Linked DNA regions of Mus musculus: all the other regions are linked to region 4. The links are chromatin contacts, called in public HiChIP or PLAC-seq and promoter capture Hi-C maps. All regions are on one chromosome and are shown on one strand. The core of a region is the stretch at or near the end of the contact, and the rest is flanking DNA. Distances in the headings are between cores, read along the strand shown.

Evidence for each region. Promoter capture Hi-C pulls out the DNA fragments that hold promoters and counts their contacts. HiChIP or PLAC-seq counts read pairs in DNA pulled down with a chosen protein or histone mark.
Region 1: a promoter capture Hi-C map of embryonic stem cells shows a contact between it and region 4, with 2.6 times the contacts expected there. The contact joins the enhancer-like site here to the promoter of Drd5 in region 4. A contact is called at or near these places in 21 of 39 promoter capture datasets (the 3T3-L1 cell line, 3T3-L1-derived adipocytes, the C10 cell line and 13 more), 1 of 15 datasets of contacts at CTCF or cohesin (the NIH/3T3 cell line), 12 of 484 Hi-C or Micro-C datasets (the G1E-ER4 cell line, the HPC-7 cell line, bone marrow-derived macrophages and 9 more), 7 of 115 datasets of contacts at active chromatin or transcription factors (embryonic basal ganglia, embryonic forebrain, embryonic stem cells and 3 more) and 2 of 9 other capture datasets (adipose tissue and liver).
Region 2: an H3K27ac HiChIP or PLAC-seq map of embryonic stem cells shows a contact between it and region 4, with 5 read pairs. The contact joins the promoter of Zfp518b here to the promoter of Drd5 in region 4. A contact is called at or near these places in 7 of 39 promoter capture datasets (the 3T3-L1 cell line, the C10 cell line, HPC-7-derived erythroid cells and 4 more), 1 of 15 datasets of contacts at CTCF or cohesin (embryonic stem cells), 1 of 484 Hi-C or Micro-C datasets (embryonic stem cells) and 4 of 115 datasets of contacts at active chromatin or transcription factors (embryonic stem cells and stem cell-derived neural progenitor cells).
Region 3: a promoter capture Hi-C map of embryonic stem cells shows a contact between it and region 4, with 4 times the contacts expected there. The contact joins the enhancer-like site here to the promoter of Drd5 in region 4. A contact is called at or near these places in 4 of 39 promoter capture datasets (the 3T3-L1 cell line, embryonic stem cells, pre-B cells and 1 more), 8 of 484 Hi-C or Micro-C datasets (all in embryonic stem cells) and 2 of 115 datasets of contacts at active chromatin or transcription factors (both in embryonic stem cells).

Annotation. Positions count from the first base shown.
Region 1 is chr5:38,596,916-38,600,890 of GRCm38.p6, reverse strand. No RefSeq gene overlaps it. Among named protein-coding and RNA genes, the nearest start is that of Wdr1, 37 kb to the right of the region's middle. Within about 2 kb of position 2,175, at least 33 of the 459 cell types and tissues checked have an H3K27ac peak or open chromatin away from gene starts, as enhancers often do. A contact at or near this core is called in embryonic stem cells and stem cell-derived neural progenitor cells, where this site is marked.
Region 2 is chr5:38,683,106-38,687,112 of GRCm38.p6, reverse strand. It overlaps Zfp518b (zinc finger protein 518B), which reads left to right and starts at 2,287. Exons shown (of 3, transcript NM_001177902.1): 1 at 2,287-2,434.
Region 3 is chr5:38,750,461-38,755,061 of GRCm38.p6, reverse strand. It overlaps Clnk (cytokine-dependent hematopoietic cell linker), which reads left to right. Exons shown (of 19, transcript NM_013748.3): 9 at 2,270-2,295; 10 at 3,216-3,235. Among named protein-coding and RNA genes, the nearest start is that of Gm22779, 53 kb to the right of the region's middle. Within about 2 kb of position 2,126, at least 5 of the 459 cell types and tissues checked have an H3K27ac peak or open chromatin away from gene starts, as enhancers often do. A contact at or near this core is called in embryonic stem cells, where this site is marked.
Region 4 is chr5:38,317,494-38,321,508 of GRCm38.p6, reverse strand. It overlaps Drd5 (dopamine receptor D5), which reads right to left and starts at 2,000. Exons shown (of 1, transcript NM_013503.3): 1 at 1-2,000. The coding sequence starts at 1,843. The coding sequence ends at 407. Gm26560 (a long non-coding RNA gene) reads left to right here. Exons shown (of 8, transcript XR_868375.3): 6 at 2,567-2,627; 7 at 3,002-3,241; 8 at 3,822-4,015.

The DNA of each region.
Region 1 (3,975 bases), core at 926-3,425, 280 kb before region 4:
GAAAAGCCCCACAAGAAACATACAGAGAAACATACAAACAAAACCTATAAACACAAAATTAGAATCCATAATATACAAGCAAAAGACCAGTAAGTAAGAGTTTTTAAAAATTGCTCAAATGAGGCAAGATGAAGCAAACAAACAAACAAAATCCAAACAGACCATCTACTGCTGGGCATGGGTTAGAGTCCTTTAGTGTGGTTTGTATATTCGGTGAAACTCTTTTGAAGGAAGTTATTTTTTCCTTTGCAAGCATTTATTAATAGGAAGTGGCTTCTTGGTTAGGGATGGAAATCCATGTCCACCTCCCCCTCTTGCTGGGACCCATGTGGCTTGGACCTGTGTGGGCTCTGTGCATGCTACTACAGTTTCTAAATTGACATCTGCATCAATCCTGATGTCTAGATGACTCTGTTTCCTTAGTGTCCTTCTTTCTCTCTGGCTCTTAGGCTATTTCCACATCTTCTACATAGATCCCTGAACCCTGAGCAGAGGGGTTTGATGAAGATGTCCCATTTAGGACATGTAGTGAGAATCCCAATCTCCAACTCTCTGCACATTGTCCAGTTGTGGCTCTGTTAGCTCCCGTCTACTGGAAGAGGAAGCTTCTCTGATGGTGGCTGAATGAGACACTGACCAATTGGGATAGCAGAATGTCATATGGAGTCATTTTATTGCTACATTACTTTATCAGGACGGTGGTATTTGTCCTAGGTATTTCCCCTAGGCCTATTTAGTCTCGGGGTTTTGGTCACCAACTAATGACAGGCATAGCTTCTATCTCGTGGGGTAGGACTTAAATCCAGTCATAGTTTTTGCACAAACATTGTTTATAACCAACCACTATTGCACCAGCATGTCACACTCAGGCCAGGTTGCCATCGTAGATCTAAGGGGGGTTTAGCTGAGTTTGTGTTTACCTTTCTTCTCTGACAACCAACATATTTGAAGATTGTCTCCAATCTCCAGTGGAGCACACACACACACATACACACACACACACACATACACACACACACACACACACACACACACACACACACACACCACTTAGCCAGACTTAATGGGTTAAAAATATTCATGGCTTTGTTTTATTACAATAAGAACATCATGAAGCATTGGACCATGGGCTTTGTAGCAACATAAACATAAACCTGGTGGTTCATGTTTTGCTTAATAAACTGCACAGTGTTCTCTTTAAGGTAAGATATGGATGCTTGGTTTTTGTTCTTTTTAAAATTTATTTACTAAATTTCTGTGAATACACTGTCACTGTTTTCAGACACACCAGAAGAGGGCATCAGATCCCCTAAAAGATGGTTGTGAGCTACCATGTGGTTGCTGGGAATTGAACTCAGGACCTCTGGAAGATCAGTCAGTGCTCTTAACCACTGAGCCATCTCTCCAGCCCTGGGTATGTTTATAATATGTTATTGTAGTAGATAAAGAAATAGATCACCATCCCCCATACTCCAACAAGGAGTGTTTTGCTCTCTCCCCATCCATAAAAATGTATTCAGACAGGAATGGTCTTGGCTTCAGAGTGCCAACTCCCCTAAATGAAACCTTTCAAGAACAGCTCACACCCACTTCCTGGAGTTATCAAGTCATAGTTTTAGGCCAACTTGAGGCCACGTATACTCCAGAGTTCCCTATGGGGACAACTGAAGGAAGTAGAACCCCTTCCCCATAGTGGATGTCAGGTTCTTTGGCTCTGCCCTTTTATCTCCTAGCTATATAAGCATGAGGCATAAGAACAATCCTGAGTTTCTTGCATACGACATTGTCAGATTCCACCTCCTGGAGAATCTCCAACCATGATAAGGTCTGGGAAATACTTCATCCTTTAAAGAACTGATAGTAGTTCCAGATACAGCAAGTCCTCTAGAGAACTGGAAATTGTCAGCTGTCTCAGTTTCCACCTAAGTAAGGTCTATGAGGGTTCAATTTGACTGGTGATGCTTGAGTAAACCCAGAACTATCCCAAAACTTTTTTTTTTTACCTAAATTTACATGTCTATTGTTGGGAGCCGCCCCCACATTCGCCGTCACAAGATGGCGCTGACATCCTGTGTTTTAAGTGGTAAACAAATAATCTGTGCATGTGTCAAGGGTATTTCTCTACCCCATGTACTCTGCCTTCCCCGTGGCAACAACTCGGCCATGGGCTGCAGCCAATCAGGGAGTGATACGTCCTAGGTGAAGGATAATTTTTCTTAAAGGGGACGGGGTTTCCGCCATTCTCTCTCTTGCTTGCGCTCTTGCGCTTTTGCTCTCTGGCTCTGGCTCTTGCTCGCTTGCTCCTAAAGATGTAAACAATAGAGCTCTTACTCTGCGCTCTGGCGCGCTGGCGCGCTGGCGCTCTGGCTCCTAAAGATGTAAGCGGGGGGCCTTTTGTTTTTGGGGCTTGGGGCTTGCGCTCCTGCTCCTGAAGATGTAAGCAATAAAGTTTTGCTGCAAAAGATTCTGGTTTGTTGTGTTCTTCCTGGCCGGTCGTGAGAACGCGTTTAAGAGTCTATAATGTGCTATCATTATGCTTTAAAGTAAGTAACTTTGGTGAACCACAAAAAAAATCTAGGAACACTGGAACAAAGAGCTTTCCCCACTGGCAACCTAACTTGCATAATCATTCCATATTAGTTTATTGTGATTCATTATAACTTGAAACATTGCCTGAAAGCTTTACTTGACAGGGATAGCAAGCTTGCAGATTGAAAATGCATCGGAGTCTCCCTGGAAGGAATTTGTTCTTCCAATTGTGAGAATGCTGCCAGCAGTAGGAGAGTACCTGAAGCGACTTGTGTTCTCATGCTAATTATGTTACCTTAAAACCTTCTTGCAATGTCCTGCATGTAAAACTAAAGGAAGCCTGTCCCCAGTTGGCTTTTGACTGGCAGCCAATGGCTGGGCAGGATGACAAGGGAATAGGAGACAGGTCACACCGGAAAGGTGTAGGAGGATGAGACAGTCCGACACCTAGGTGCAGGGAGGAAGCAGCCCCAGGAGGGCTGCCTAGTAGGGTCCAGGGCAGCAAAGATAAAATACAGATTTAGTAAGTATTCACTCAGGAATATCAGAGGGGAGTGTGTGTGAGCCTAACGTGGAGTTAGGGAGTGGCCCAACCATTAAGCTGTTTAAGGTATTTAAAATATAAGTCTGGGCCAGGCGGTGGTGGCGCACACCTTTAATCCCAGCACTTGGGAGGCAGAGGCAGGCAGATTTCTGAGTTCAAGGCCAGCCTGGTCTACAAAGTGAGTTCCAGGACAGCCAGGGCTATACAGAGAAACCCTGTCTCGAAAAACAAACAAATATATATATATGTCTGTATATGTGTGTCTTTCTTTCAGGAATCCAGAACATTGGGGTAATAGCGAGAAGCCTGTGTGCACACACCAGGAATTACAAAGCAGTTTAATTGAATATTGTAACAGTATTTAATACCACACCTCTCCTGGCTCAAGTCTTCCTAGGAGCATCCCATGCTCAGTGACAGAAAGGGACACTATCATCTTTGCTTTTAAAAAGGACTAAATACATAAATAAGATCACACAATAAGTAGTCTCCACCAGAAAGGGAAAAGTGTCTTTCTCAGCTACACTGACCAGAAGAAGTTGGTGAGAAACCAGAAACTCAATCTGGGGACACAAATGGTTTTATATTTCTAAAGATAACAAAAGCCACCTAACTGGACATGACTAATTTTTTGCAAAGATATGAACGATGTTATCCTTGTCATCCCATATGCAGTACCAGAGATTCAAGGAAACTCCAAGGATCCAGACATCTCCAGAGAAATCTTATTTTCAAACATTGGAAATAAGCTTGAGATCAATCAAATTGAGAGATCCCTTAAGCAATAATATTTGCTGTGAAAAATTGTGGCCCAGAAATGAACCCTTAACTCCTGGAAGAAGAGATAAAGTCAATTGTTTTCTTATTCTTAATGGTCATGGTTTTTTTTGGGGGGGGGGTGA
Region 2 (4,007 bases), core at 1,038-3,537, 370 kb before region 4:
GTGACAGTCTAGACCAGTGATGCTCAACCTTCCTAACGCTGTGCCCCTTTAATACCGTTCCTCATGTTGTGGAGACCCCCAACTATAAAATTATTTTATAACTGCAATTTTGCTACTTCTGCTATAAATCGTGATGTAAATATCTGATATGGGACCCCCAAAGGAGCCGTTACCCACAGGTTGAGAACCACTGGCCTAGATGCTCTTGTTGAACACAGACAGCTGCCTGTTGGGGGAGGTCCTACTGTTGCCTGAATCTTGCATGAGAAGCCAGGGTTCCAGTAGGCTAGGAAGCAGGCCCATAGTAGCTCTATCTCCACAGAAGCTTCCAGACGATCCAAAAGCATCCTTCTGTCAATTCTGTGACTGAAGAAGGTGGGACTGTGATGTGTGGGTGGGGATGGAAAGGAGACACAACACTTGGAGCTAAAAGCTCTCTAGCACTGAGACTTCTGGTTCTCCTATGTATAACCGACTTTCCTGAGTGAGTTCTTTGTGTCACTAGAAGTTCTCAGGCATGATCAGGACATATTCCCAATGTTCTACTTATCATTAGCCTACTCTTGAGGGAGTCTCTGAACTTTGAACCTATTTGTTTTTGTTTCTGGAGAGCGGGTCCTTTAGTTTATTTAGCAGGAGAAAGAGAAAAGAGGAATAGGTGGTGTCATGTTTTGAATATGCTTGGCCCAGGGAGTGGCACAATTTGGACATGTGGCCTTGTTGGAGTAGGTGTGTCACTACGGGTGTGGGCTTTAGACTCCCACTCTGGATGTCCGTATTCTGCTAGCTGCCTTCAGATGAAGATGTAGAACTCTCAGCTCCTCCTGCACCATGCCTGCCTGGATGCTGCCATGTTCCCATCTTGATGATAAAGGACCGAGCCTCTGAACCTGTACACCAGCCCCAATTAAATGTTGTTCTTATAAGAGTTGCCCTGTGCTGAGCGGTGGTGGCGCACGCCTTTAATCCTAGTTCTTGGGAGGCAGAGGCAGGTGGATTTCTGAGTTCGAGGCCAGCCTGGTCTACAAAGGACAGCCAGGGCTATACAGAGAAACCCTGTCTCAGGGGAAAAAAAAAAAGAGTTGCCTTGTGTCTGTTCACAGCAATAAGACCCTAAAACAGGAAGATAGCTTAGGGTGTGGTCAAAGGCATTGTCTCATAGAGCAAGGCAAAGAATCTCTGCCCAGACTTTCTATGTCTGGTACCTGCTCTTTCAGGGGCTGGGAGCTTGCCCAGCAGCTGGCATTGTGACTACCTCTTCTTCCCAAACTCCACTCCTCCAGGTTGGATTTTGCCAAAGCCCGCCATCTCTTTCCAGCATCCAACTGACATCTAGGCGCTGATCTTTGCCACCCACCCAGAGGAAGGAACTGGAGTCCAGTCTTGGCTTCTTTTGCAGAGCTTTGAAGGAATCGTCTGCCTATTGCCCATGAAGGATCTGCACTTCACAGTGACGCTGCTCCCATGCAACCTTGCTGAGGGACAGTTTTGGTTTTTTGGGAAGCAGCATCAAAGTCACTTGTTGTGAGCCCACTAGCCATATGATTCCCTTCTTCACTTATTGTGAGCCCACTAGCCTTATGATTCCCTTCTTCACTTATTGTGAGCCCACTAGCCTTATGATTCCCTTCTTCCCTCAGAGTGGGACTATTTAAGACTGTCTTTTATCCAGTAGACTGTAGGTATGAACCTAATGTGAAAAGGGACCATTTACCTGCAGACATTGAAACTTAGGAGATAGACACAAACTCCCACACACTAAATGAGCTCATAGCATCTTCTGACTGTCTCTCCATCAATCCTTTCCCTGCTGACTGTCACAACGTGCACGAGATGAGGCCTTAGCCTTCAAATATGATCTTCCTTAGCTTTAGAAATGACTTCGTCGAAGCTTCTATGCCTAAGCCAGCTGCTAGCTGTATCCAAATCTAGGGCTGCAGGCCCATCTCCTTCACTAGGGCGCCCCTTGAAGCTGTGATGGCTGAAGACTTGAGCCCATTTGTTGTCGCTTCACTTACTTAACTGTAGAACTTCAAGCTCCTTGAGGGCAGGCACCAAATCCACCCTCCGCAGGACCCAAGGAGGGCCAGGCGCCCATGGATAGTCCATTGAACCCAAAGAGAAACGCACTCAGTTCTTTGCAGAGGAAGCTGCAGAGTGTGCAGGACGGAGGGATGCAAACACTGCACCCAGTGGGTGCGATCGCCCCCAAGCTCAGAGCCCACAGCCCAGGGGCAGTGAAGGGGCAACCTCAGGCGCCCGCCTCTCCGCTGCAGTCGCGCCGCATTGCGCACGCGCGCCGCCGGCCCGACTCCGCCCCCCCGGGTAGGGACCTACAGCGGGCGCGGCGGCGGCGGTCTGCGGGCGGTAGCCGGCGGTCTAGACGCCTGTCCGTCCGCTGGGATCTGGGACCGTGCGGTGCCGCGGCGTCCGGGTGAGTGGTGGTGCGGGGCGGTAGGGACCTGGGCGGGCGCGGCCGGGCGTGGCTCCACGGTTCCGCGTGCGCGCCTCCGGGCTAGGCGGATCGGGTCGGAGACCCACGGCCCACCCTGCGGCCTTTGTGCAGCGCCGGCTCAGCCCCGCGACTTGTCGCGCCGGGCGGTTGAGCCGGCTTTTTAAAAGATGCCTCGGCCCCGAGCAGGAAGTGTCGTCAGGAGGCCATTTTTAAAGCCTCTCGGCCTCTGAGACTGGCTTGACGCGGCTTTGGCTTTCAGCGTTTGGAAGACACCCCATCTGTGACCGGCCGGCCCTGAGGGGACGCGACGGTGCGACTCTCGCACTCGCACCTCGCTCAGCGCCACAAGGCGCCCTGGCCTCGCCGGGCAGAGCGTGCATCCCTGCGAGCGCGCCAACAATAAACTTGAGGACCACGCTGGCATTGTCTTTGGAGCGGGTGTCGGGGTGGGCCTGTCCACAGAAGACCTGATTCTGGGTGGGATGAGTCTTGATGTCACCTTTTGCACGACAGCTCCATCGCAGCCTTTCAGTTTGATCCTGTTGCCTGGAGTTAAGAGATTGGGTGCAGATTAAGGCTAAGGAAAGGGTGCAGAAAAGGAGAAAGAACCAATGCAAAGTTTATGACCCGAAAAGGGAAAACCAAAAGATCGGAAATACCAAACTCCTCTTGTTTGTTGGGTATTTGATCTACCCCCATTAAATTACTTCTGCTATTAAAAAATATAGAATACCAACAATATTTATCAATTTTTAAAAGTGAACCATCAAGCACGTTGTCCTATTGAAAAATAGCCTACCAACCCAAACTCAATGTTGTGTTTGAGCTCTTAAAACATTACACCTTAAGTTTAGAGTTGAAATCACCTTCGAAGACAATTCCCCGAGCACCCTGAGCTTGCAACACTTGCTACAGAAGAGTAGCCAGCTAGCTTGGGAAGGTGTCTCAGTCCCGCTAAGTCACACATACAAAGTTAAGCCCAGTCCAGGACTATACCGGAGAGTATGCCCTTCCCAAGGATTCTGGAAGCCCAGAAATATTAATATGCTTGGAGTGCCATATTCAGCCTTTTAAATTGCAGGCATTATCCTTATCGAAGGCGTGCATTTATTTAAAATATGTTTTTCTCTTGAATCTGTTATGTTAGCCCTGGCAGGGGCATCTGATGTATCCGGCCCTGTTATGCTGGTGGCTGTTGAAGACTAAAGGGGGGCTTTGCCTTCTCTCCTGGCTTCCTCTGGATGGCAGTCATTAATTTTCAGCCCACTTAAAGAAAGCTATATTTTCTTTCTTGTCTATCTGCCATTAAGTAAGAGGGTCTGGGACAGTGTGTGTGTGCAAGAGGCAGAACAAAGGGCAGGTTCATAATTGTCACTGCCAGGGCTGCCATTTTCCTTAGGCACTCCTGGATCCTCTGAGTCAATGCAATGGCCGGCCTTTCATGACCAAGTCTGCTGACACTGTGGTAAGTGGGGGTCCTTCCCAGTGAGGATTCTCCCTGCCTTGATTGTTCCTAAAGTGCCTTTGATCTCCACTGCATGCTGTTGCTACC
Region 3 (4,601 bases), core at 877-3,376, 430 kb before region 4:
CATCTGTGGACTTCATCGGAAAAGTAACCAAAATTCCCCCCCCCCCCGGCCTCCTATTGCACAGTAGAACCTAAGTGTGCACCAAAAGTTGTGCCTCAAAGTTTTTAAAAATTAGTAATGTTTTAATAAACAACAAAGCAGTATATAAGATAAAACAAAAATGATCACATTGAAGTTGGACAAAACAAACCAACAGAAGGAAAAGAGCTTCAAGAGAACACACAAGAAACAGAGACCCATCCGTTCACACACTCGGGAGCCCCCATGAAAATACTAAACTGAAAGCTATGATATATACTCAGAGGACCCGGTGCAGCCCATGGAGGCTCTGTGCCTGCTGCTGCTTATTAAACAAGGCCCCCCTGCTGGAAAATAAAGAACCTTGCAGGATTTTAGCTGAATTGTCTCAAGAGCTGATAGCCATGCGATGAGTTCCTTCACCTGTGTGATTCAGTGTGCTTACCCTTAAGGTCACCCAGACCATTTGCCTTGTGGGATGTTGATGGATAAACCAGCAGTGTGGAGCAGCCCCTAGCACTGGGTACTTGCGGGCATACCTGCTTGCTGTAGCTGACAGGGTGTAGGGGTGCCCAGGCCTTTGGTTTTTCTATGCAACACACGGCAAAGAAATTTCATTGTTTTGAACTGCACAGGAAATCCATGTCCAACCTGAGGCTCGTGGCTTGTGAGTGCAGACGTACATTTATGTCGCATGACACTGCAACATAGCAAGCTACCCTGTACCACAAGCAGCCCGAGGCCACGCGCTGGACACCTGTGGTTTGTTGCTGTTGTTCATAGAATTACTACTAAAATTTTACGAGAGTGGCAAGAATACTAAACAATGCCTGAGAAAGCCCAGAATTCTAATAGAGACACAGAATAGACACACGTGGCATCAGGAAGGTCTACCATGCTTACTATGAAAGCTTCCTAGAATGAGGAAGGATGCTTTAAGTATGAGCTCCCCATCTAAAGTGACATCACAAGGTGCAGGGCAGTGCCTGCTGTTGGCAAGAACTCATGCTGGCATAGTCATCTGGGCATAGTGTTTCAGTATACAGTATAGTATTTCCTCTAAAACGTAAAATCAGATCCTGCAACCCAAGAATACAACCTGTCGTATCCATCCAAGGCATTGTTAGGATCTTGAAGAGCCATGTCCACTCCATCTCCCTACAGCATTATCCATAAAGCAAACCATGGAAGCAATCTGTCTGTCCTGCCTGGGTAAAAAGACAGTATACATCTATACAATGGAGTTTTACTCAGTCCCACAAGGGAGGGAAGCCTACCATTTGTGACTACATATATGGGTCTGGAGACAATACACTGGGTGAGACAAAGACACAGACAGATGCAATGCTGCACGCAGTCACATAGATAAACGTGAAACTGCATAGCTCATAGTAGCAGGAAGTGCAAGGTGGTTTCCAAGAGTAAGGATGAGGGATAGTGAGAGGGTGATGTTCGTGGGTCCTTAAGAGTCACACCACTCACAGTGATCTGCTTCTGTTTCTCTAGCTTGTGGAATGTTTAATTTCCCCGCATCTTAAATGCTTCATTCTGATAGGGTGGGTGGGAATGCAATAGATCCCTACACTAAAGGGTTCAGCATCATGCCTGGCAACTGATCAGATCCCAATAAGTATCATTAAGAGTGCCGTCAATCTTACTGAATATAGGAGTGGTTTCTATAGAAGCATATGTAAGCATTGAAAGGAAAAGAATTGGCTCACAACCCCCAAGACCAAGTTCTCAGCACTTAGGACATTTATTTGGCCCAAAGGGACAGAGGCCAGGGAATAAGAGACAAAGACAGAAAAAAAGAGGATAAGAAAGAAGCAGAAGGAAACAAGCAAGAGGGAGGAGGGGTATTTGTCACTGGGAGACAGAGGACAGAGAGGAGGCAAATGTGGCACATAGAAAAATAACAGTTTATAAAGGTAAAATGGCAAACACTGTTATGATGTGTTTAATTTTAATTGGGCATGTTAACTGGGTGAGCCAGAGGGGGCTCTGATAGCTAGACCTTGGTAGTCCGCCTCAGGAGGAGGAAGTGAACAGGGAAGGGAAAGCACCCTGGTGGCTAGCTTTAGGAATGTAATCTAATGGGTTTTAGCAAGACAAAGGGAAAGGAGAGAAGGGCAAGACCTGCCAGAGACCAGCTCTCCACCGCGCTTGAGCTGTCCAGAGTCCTTTCCAGAGTATTTGATGACATTTTCCAGTTTTCCACCGGGCTCATGGTCTTCTCTGTCTTATGTTTTAGGATTCAAATACACAAAAATAAACAAGGTAAGTGAAAAATATTAAAATGTACTTGTTACTCTTCAAAGGCGCAGACATACAGACACAGCAAGATGCAGCTTAAATGTCACTGGGAAACCGTGTTCTGGGATTTCAATCATTTTTTCCTTTTCATTGGTAAATCAAAACATTCTGGGGTTGGGGATTTAGCTCAGTGGTAGAGTGCTTGCCTGGCAAGCATAAGTCCTCGCTCCTTCGTCCTCCGTCCTCTGGTCCTAAACAAAAGAATAAGAGGAGGAGGGGAGGAGGAGAAGAAGAAGAAGGAAGAGGAGGAGGAAGAGGAGGAGGAGGGAGAAGAGAAAAGAGAGAAGGGAGAAGGGAGGGGGGAGAGGGGGAAGAAGGAAGTGGGAAGTGGGAAGAAGGAAGGGGGAAGAAGGAAAGGGGAAGAAGGAAGTGGGAAGAAGGAAGGGGGAAGAAAGAAAAGGAGAAAGAAGGGGGAAGAAAGATAAGAAGGGGGAAGAAGAAGGGGGAAGAAAGAAGGGAGAATTTGGGGGAAGAAAGAAGGGAGAAGAAGAAGAAGAAGAAGAAGAAGAAGAAGAAGAAGAAGAAGAAGAAGAAGAAGAAGAGGAGGAGGAGGAGGAGGAGGAGGAGGAGGAGGAGGAGGAGGAGGAGGAGGAGGAGGAGGAGAGGGGAGGGGAAGGGAGGGGAGGGGAGGGGGAGGGGAGGGGAGGGAAGGGGAGGGGAGGGGAGAAGAGAGGAGGAGGAGGGAGGGCAGAGGAGGGGAGGGGAGGGGAGGGGAGAACAGAGGAGGGGAGGGGAGGGGAGGGGAGGGGAGGGGAGGGGAGGGGAGGGGAGGGGAGGGGAGGGGAGGGGAGGGGAGGGGAGGGGAGGGGGAGGAGGAAAATTTTAATCAGTGGTCCTGCCCAAAAAATAGTGAATTTAACTCCTGGTTCTGTTTCCTTTCACAGACTCCTTTGCCACCTCCTCGGTAAGACATTAAAAATCACATTTGTGGGACTGGAGCAATGGTTCAGAGATTAAGAGCACTAGCTACTCTTTCAGAGGAACCAGGTTTGATCCCCAGCACCCACATGGTAGCTCAGTCCCAGGGGCTCTGAGGCCTCCACAGACACAGCACACACGTGACACACTGACAACACACAACCAAAGCACTCATACATATGAAATCGATTTTTATGAATTTAATCATTTTGTTTTGCTGTTAATTTAAATGATTTGTACCAGCTCCTGAAACAGAGAAGCACAGGCATTTGGCCTTGGAAGCTCTGTGAACAAGATCCAGCAAGCCTCCATCCATTCACATCGTCAGACAGTCCTTCCGTGGTCAGCAAAACTCCCTCCATTCATCTTCCTTTCTTAGTACACACATTTGGCGCAAATAACTTCCATTTTTTACATTTGCTTATTTATGGTGGGTAGTGTGCACCTACCACAGTGTGCTTGGGAGGCCAGAGGATAACGTACGGGAGTTGATCCTCTATTTCTACTAGTTGGAGCCTCGGGATAAAACTCAGGTCTTCAGCCTTGACAGCAAGTACCTTTCCCTGCTGAGCCATTTCACCAGCCCAAGACCAAGCTGGCCAAACATGCATCAGGCATATAGTGTTATACAATGTTAGTAAATGCCTAACAGTAACCTAGAACCTTCTGATTACCATGAAGGTACCCATTTCTGTAGAAGTGTCTCTACACTGACTGCTCTTTCTTCCCAGACTCTTCCTCCCTAAATACCAACATGATATGCTCTTCTTTTTTTTCCAAAACCCAGACAGAGCATCTTGCAGGTACACCTAGCTGCCCAGCCTCATGAGATCAGGACAGACAAAGCATCACTTCAGTCCCCACTCTTCCCTTGCATGGGGGTGGAGAGAATCTTGAGCCAAGGACTGTCTTTTTTATTTCCTTTCAAAACATCAGCATCCACCAAACTGCATGAGGAACTTTGTGAATAAGTACATGGATGGCTGGAGAACATGGATGGATAAGGCTTATCTTGACTTGCAAACATCTGCATGATTCCTAGGGGAGTTTTTGAAATGCAGATCATCCAGTGTGGAATAAGCAGGAGAACAGAATCCTCTTTCCCCGGGCTTCCTAAGGTCTAAATGGATGGCATGTTGAAAAGCATATGGCACACTACAGGGTCGCACACACTACAAAGAAAACCAAGCATCAGAGCACACTACTCTGGAAGAGTGAGGATGCTAAGGTTTAAAGATGCCCAAAATGGTCTAGGCTGCAGAAAGCATCCTCCACACCTGAGCTTCAAACCCACAGCAAGGGAGGGGAGAGGGAAGGTCAGAGTGAACTCACTGTCTGAGAAAGGCATGGCT
Region 4 (4,015 bases), core at 751-3,250:
CTGCACTAAAGCAGCAGCCCGAGAACAGGGGGCTATGGTCCCAAAGTCTAGAAAGTCACAGACCATACCAGCAATTGCCACTCAGACCTGTCATTTAAAAAGCAACCCAGGTGCAAGTCACAGAACAAGCCTCTGTTAGAAAGGGTAAATTGAGGTGTACTTCTTAAAGGACCAGGTTCCACTTTCTCGTCTCTAAAGGGAACTCTCTTCTGTGCCCAGAATATCTGAGTTTATTCCAACAGCCTCTGCTCATTCATTTTCTCAGCTAAGAATCGTTTGGTTTCTACGCAGCAGGACTACAGAAAGCATAAGCACACCAGGAGTGTGTATATTTGTGTGCGTGTGCGCGCGCATTTGTGCATGCTTGTAAATATGGCCACAACTGTACATGCCCATGAGGGTGTTTCTAAGCAGTTTTATGGAAACAATTGGGGGTGAGTGGTGAGATTTTGCCTAAGGAAACCTCCTCCTCACAGTCAAGCTCCCAGACAGACTCAGCAGCCAGGTCACCATCTGGGGTCGTTGGAGAGATTTGAGACATGTGATCGAAAGGCCCCTCCTCCTCCGCCTCCTCCTCCTCTCCCACCTCCCTGTCTCCGGAGGACACCGCATTTGGGATCATGTGGACATAGGCAGCAGCGATCTCCCTGTGGAAGACCGTGTCTTGGTTGTAGGAAATAAGTTCATTACTGATGTTTACCGTCTGCACGGGGGTCCGGAAGCAGAGGTGGCTGCACCCCAGCAGCTGGGCGAACACCTTCCGGAAGTCTGCATTAAAGGCATAGATGATGGGGTTGAGAGAGGAGTTGGCCCAGCCAAACCAGACGAATATGTCGAAGGTGGTCTCGCTGACACAAGGGAAGCCAGTCCTTGGGCCCTGGGCATCTCCACTGCTGCAGAAGGGAACCATACAGTTCAGGATGAAGAAAGGCAACCAGCAGCACACGAAGACCCCCATGATCACGGACAGGGTTTTGAAGACCTTGGTCTCCTTCTTGATGGATGCTCGCAGGCTGGGGTCAGGTTCGCAGGCCCCACGGCTCCGGCAACTCTGAGCATGCTCAGCTGCCCTTTCTAGGGAGGAGATACGGCGGATCTGAACCTGTGCAATGCGGTAGATGCGCGTGTAGGTCACTATCATGATGGCTACCGGGATATAGAAGCTGATGAGCGACGAGGAGATGGCGTAGGTTCGGTTCAGGCTGGAGTCACAGTTCTCTGTTCTCCCGTCTAGCTCCCAACCTTCCTCCCAGGGTGTCTCATTGGACAGCAGGCCCTCTCGGCCCTGGGAGCCTGCCTTGTCTCTGTGCCAATTGAGTTGGACCGGGATAAAGGAGATGAGGATGGACAAGGTCCAGGCCAGGGCCACCATGACCAGGGCTACACGCTGGGTCATCTTGCGCTCGTAGCGGAAGGGTCTGGAAATAGCCCAGTACCGGTCCACGCTGATGATACACAGATTCAGGATGGAAGCAGTGGAGCACATGATGTCAAAGGCCACCCAGATGTCGCAGAATGCCCCAAAGGGCCAGTACCCGGCCACCTCAGCCACGGCCTTCCAAGGCATGACCAGCAATGCCACGAAGAGGTCTGAGACGGCCAGAGATACGATGAAGATGTTGGTCATTTTGGCGCGCAGGTGGCGGCTGCGGACGATAGCAGCACACACTAGGACGTTGCCGAGCAAGGTCCAGACGATTAAGAGAGTCAGGAGGCCAGCGGTGACCACCTGCGCGGGTCCCAGTGGGGCTGCTGAGCCCCCGGGGGCGTCCACCTGCGCCAGTTGCCTCTGCAACCCCAGCCGCGCCCGATGTGCGGTGCCATTGCGCCCAGGAGGCAGCATGTCGCGCTGGGTAGCTCGGGCTCACTGCGTGCGATCCCAACTTCGCCCCTGCGCCCCGCGGAAGGCCCCATCGGGCACCCCAGAGGGTGCTCCCGGCCCTGCAGCTGACCGTCCCCAGACCCGAGGGGCGCTCACCCTGCACTGCTTGGGATCCTTTAATGGTATCAGTCTTGCGCGCCTCTAGTCCCCAGGATGGGACAGGAAGCGACCGGTGCTCGCGGGCCGATCCTGTCGGCAGCGCGCCGGACGGCGGCTGCCGCTGCGTCTGGTTCTGAGTCGTAGAAACGCAGAGCGGCCGCCAACGGGGGCGGGGTCCAGAGTCGCGGGCACCGGGCGATCTCTCTAGCGCGGTGGCTGCCACGGCACGGGCGCCCGCCCGCTCCTATCAGCCACGCTTCTGCGGCCCGCGCGCCCTCCCACCTGCGTCCTGGAATTGTGACTCTGCTGTCTTCTTCCAACTTTAGAGGCCACACACAGATCCGAGAGTGGCCTCGGTGCCATACCCTCGCCCCAAGCCCAGGAACTGGCTTCTCCCAAACACCAGGTGCCTCTCCTGGACCACCTCTGGGTGAAGAAGTGGATCGCAGAGGCCTCTAGACAAACCAGACTTGGAGAATAAGGGGAAGGCCTTCGATGTCACAACCTTATCCCAAACCCCTATTCTGGGTCACAGGACCCTGAATTCTCTACTCAGCTTTTCTGGTTCTTGGTTTCTTCTCCTAGAAAGAGAGACAAAAAGGTCCCCTTCCTGGGTGCGCAAGGATTTGAGAGAATCACCCAGAAGGTAATCCGGTGAGAGTATCCCCTAATCCCACCTCCTCCCCTCACGCCTGAGACTCAGGCCTCCTCAAGATCACCCCTCCTTTCTCTCCTTTCCTAATTTCAGACGTTCTCAATTTACTGAAGGGGCAGGGAGGGGGTGGAGGGGGCTGATGATTCAGTGTGTTTCACAGAAACTTAAAACTGTAAGAACCCAACCTGGAGAGGGAAAGTGGGGGCGGGGGAGGACTGTGGGGAAAGAGTGGAGAGAGAGCAGTGTTCCCAGGCCTTAGCACTTCTCTCACACACAAGTCTCGAGATGTTCCTCTCTCCCTGGTGGTGTTGAGCTCAGATGAAGTGAAAGCAAGCACCTGACGGTTGGTTGCTCTTCCCCTGCAGGTGTTGCCTCCTGTTCCCGCTGCTTGCCCTCCTCCCAGAAGCACTTGCGCTTTGAGCATCTCCCTGGGGCCCTTGCATCTGAACCTCCAATACCTTTGCATCTTTCACCTTGCTCCCATCTTTCTGCTGGGGGAGACGGACAGACCACCTGTCCGCGTGCCAGAGCGCGAACTGGACAGTCATCCTTCACTCGTGCCTCTCCTCTCTGTGGCTGGTGGCCTTGTCTCTGGTTTCATTAAGGTATCACCATCCCAGCCTCAGAGGCACTGACCTGCCCTGGTCACAAGCCCACCCTCCACTCAACCACAAGCAGAGTTCTCATTCTGCTTTTTGGTTGGATAGATTCTAGCATGGTTCCTCCCGACAGAGAAGTTCCCAACAGCTCCCCTTTGGCCAGGCATATCAGATAGCTCCCCGGTTTGTGCTTGCTTGTCTCCGCCCATAGCTCCTGTTGCTTCTCCTGAGGTTCCTCCAAGTTTGACCTGTGTTTGAGAAGGCAACAGTACTACTCCAAAGAAAGATCAGTCACCACAGAACACAGATGGGTCAGATGGGGATTTCCAAACCTGAGCTGGCCTCTACCACGACCAGGACATGCTGGAGAGCAGTCAGTCCCTCATGATGCTGGAAAAGACCTATGATTGTTAGAAATAGGCTCAACATCCAGCCATTTATTGAGCAACTACTAGATATGAGGTTCTAGTGTAGATACTTGGACAGATAGACAGATTGATGAGATATGTGCATAAAACTGATATCTATGAGCTTTCAGGCTTGCAATATGGTATATGCTCAATAAACAAATTTATTTTTTTCACAGATGCTTTAAAAATCTGCAGCTCCATCATCCATTGACACCCAAGCACTTGCTGATGGGAGAGGTACAGCAATTCACGTCATAGAAGGAAAAGTTTTGCACAGAGAAGCAAGAGAGAACCAGATCAACCATGGACTCTGTTTCCCAATGTCCACAAAACTGCTGTTCATGTCAGAGGCACAGCTACAACCTATAGA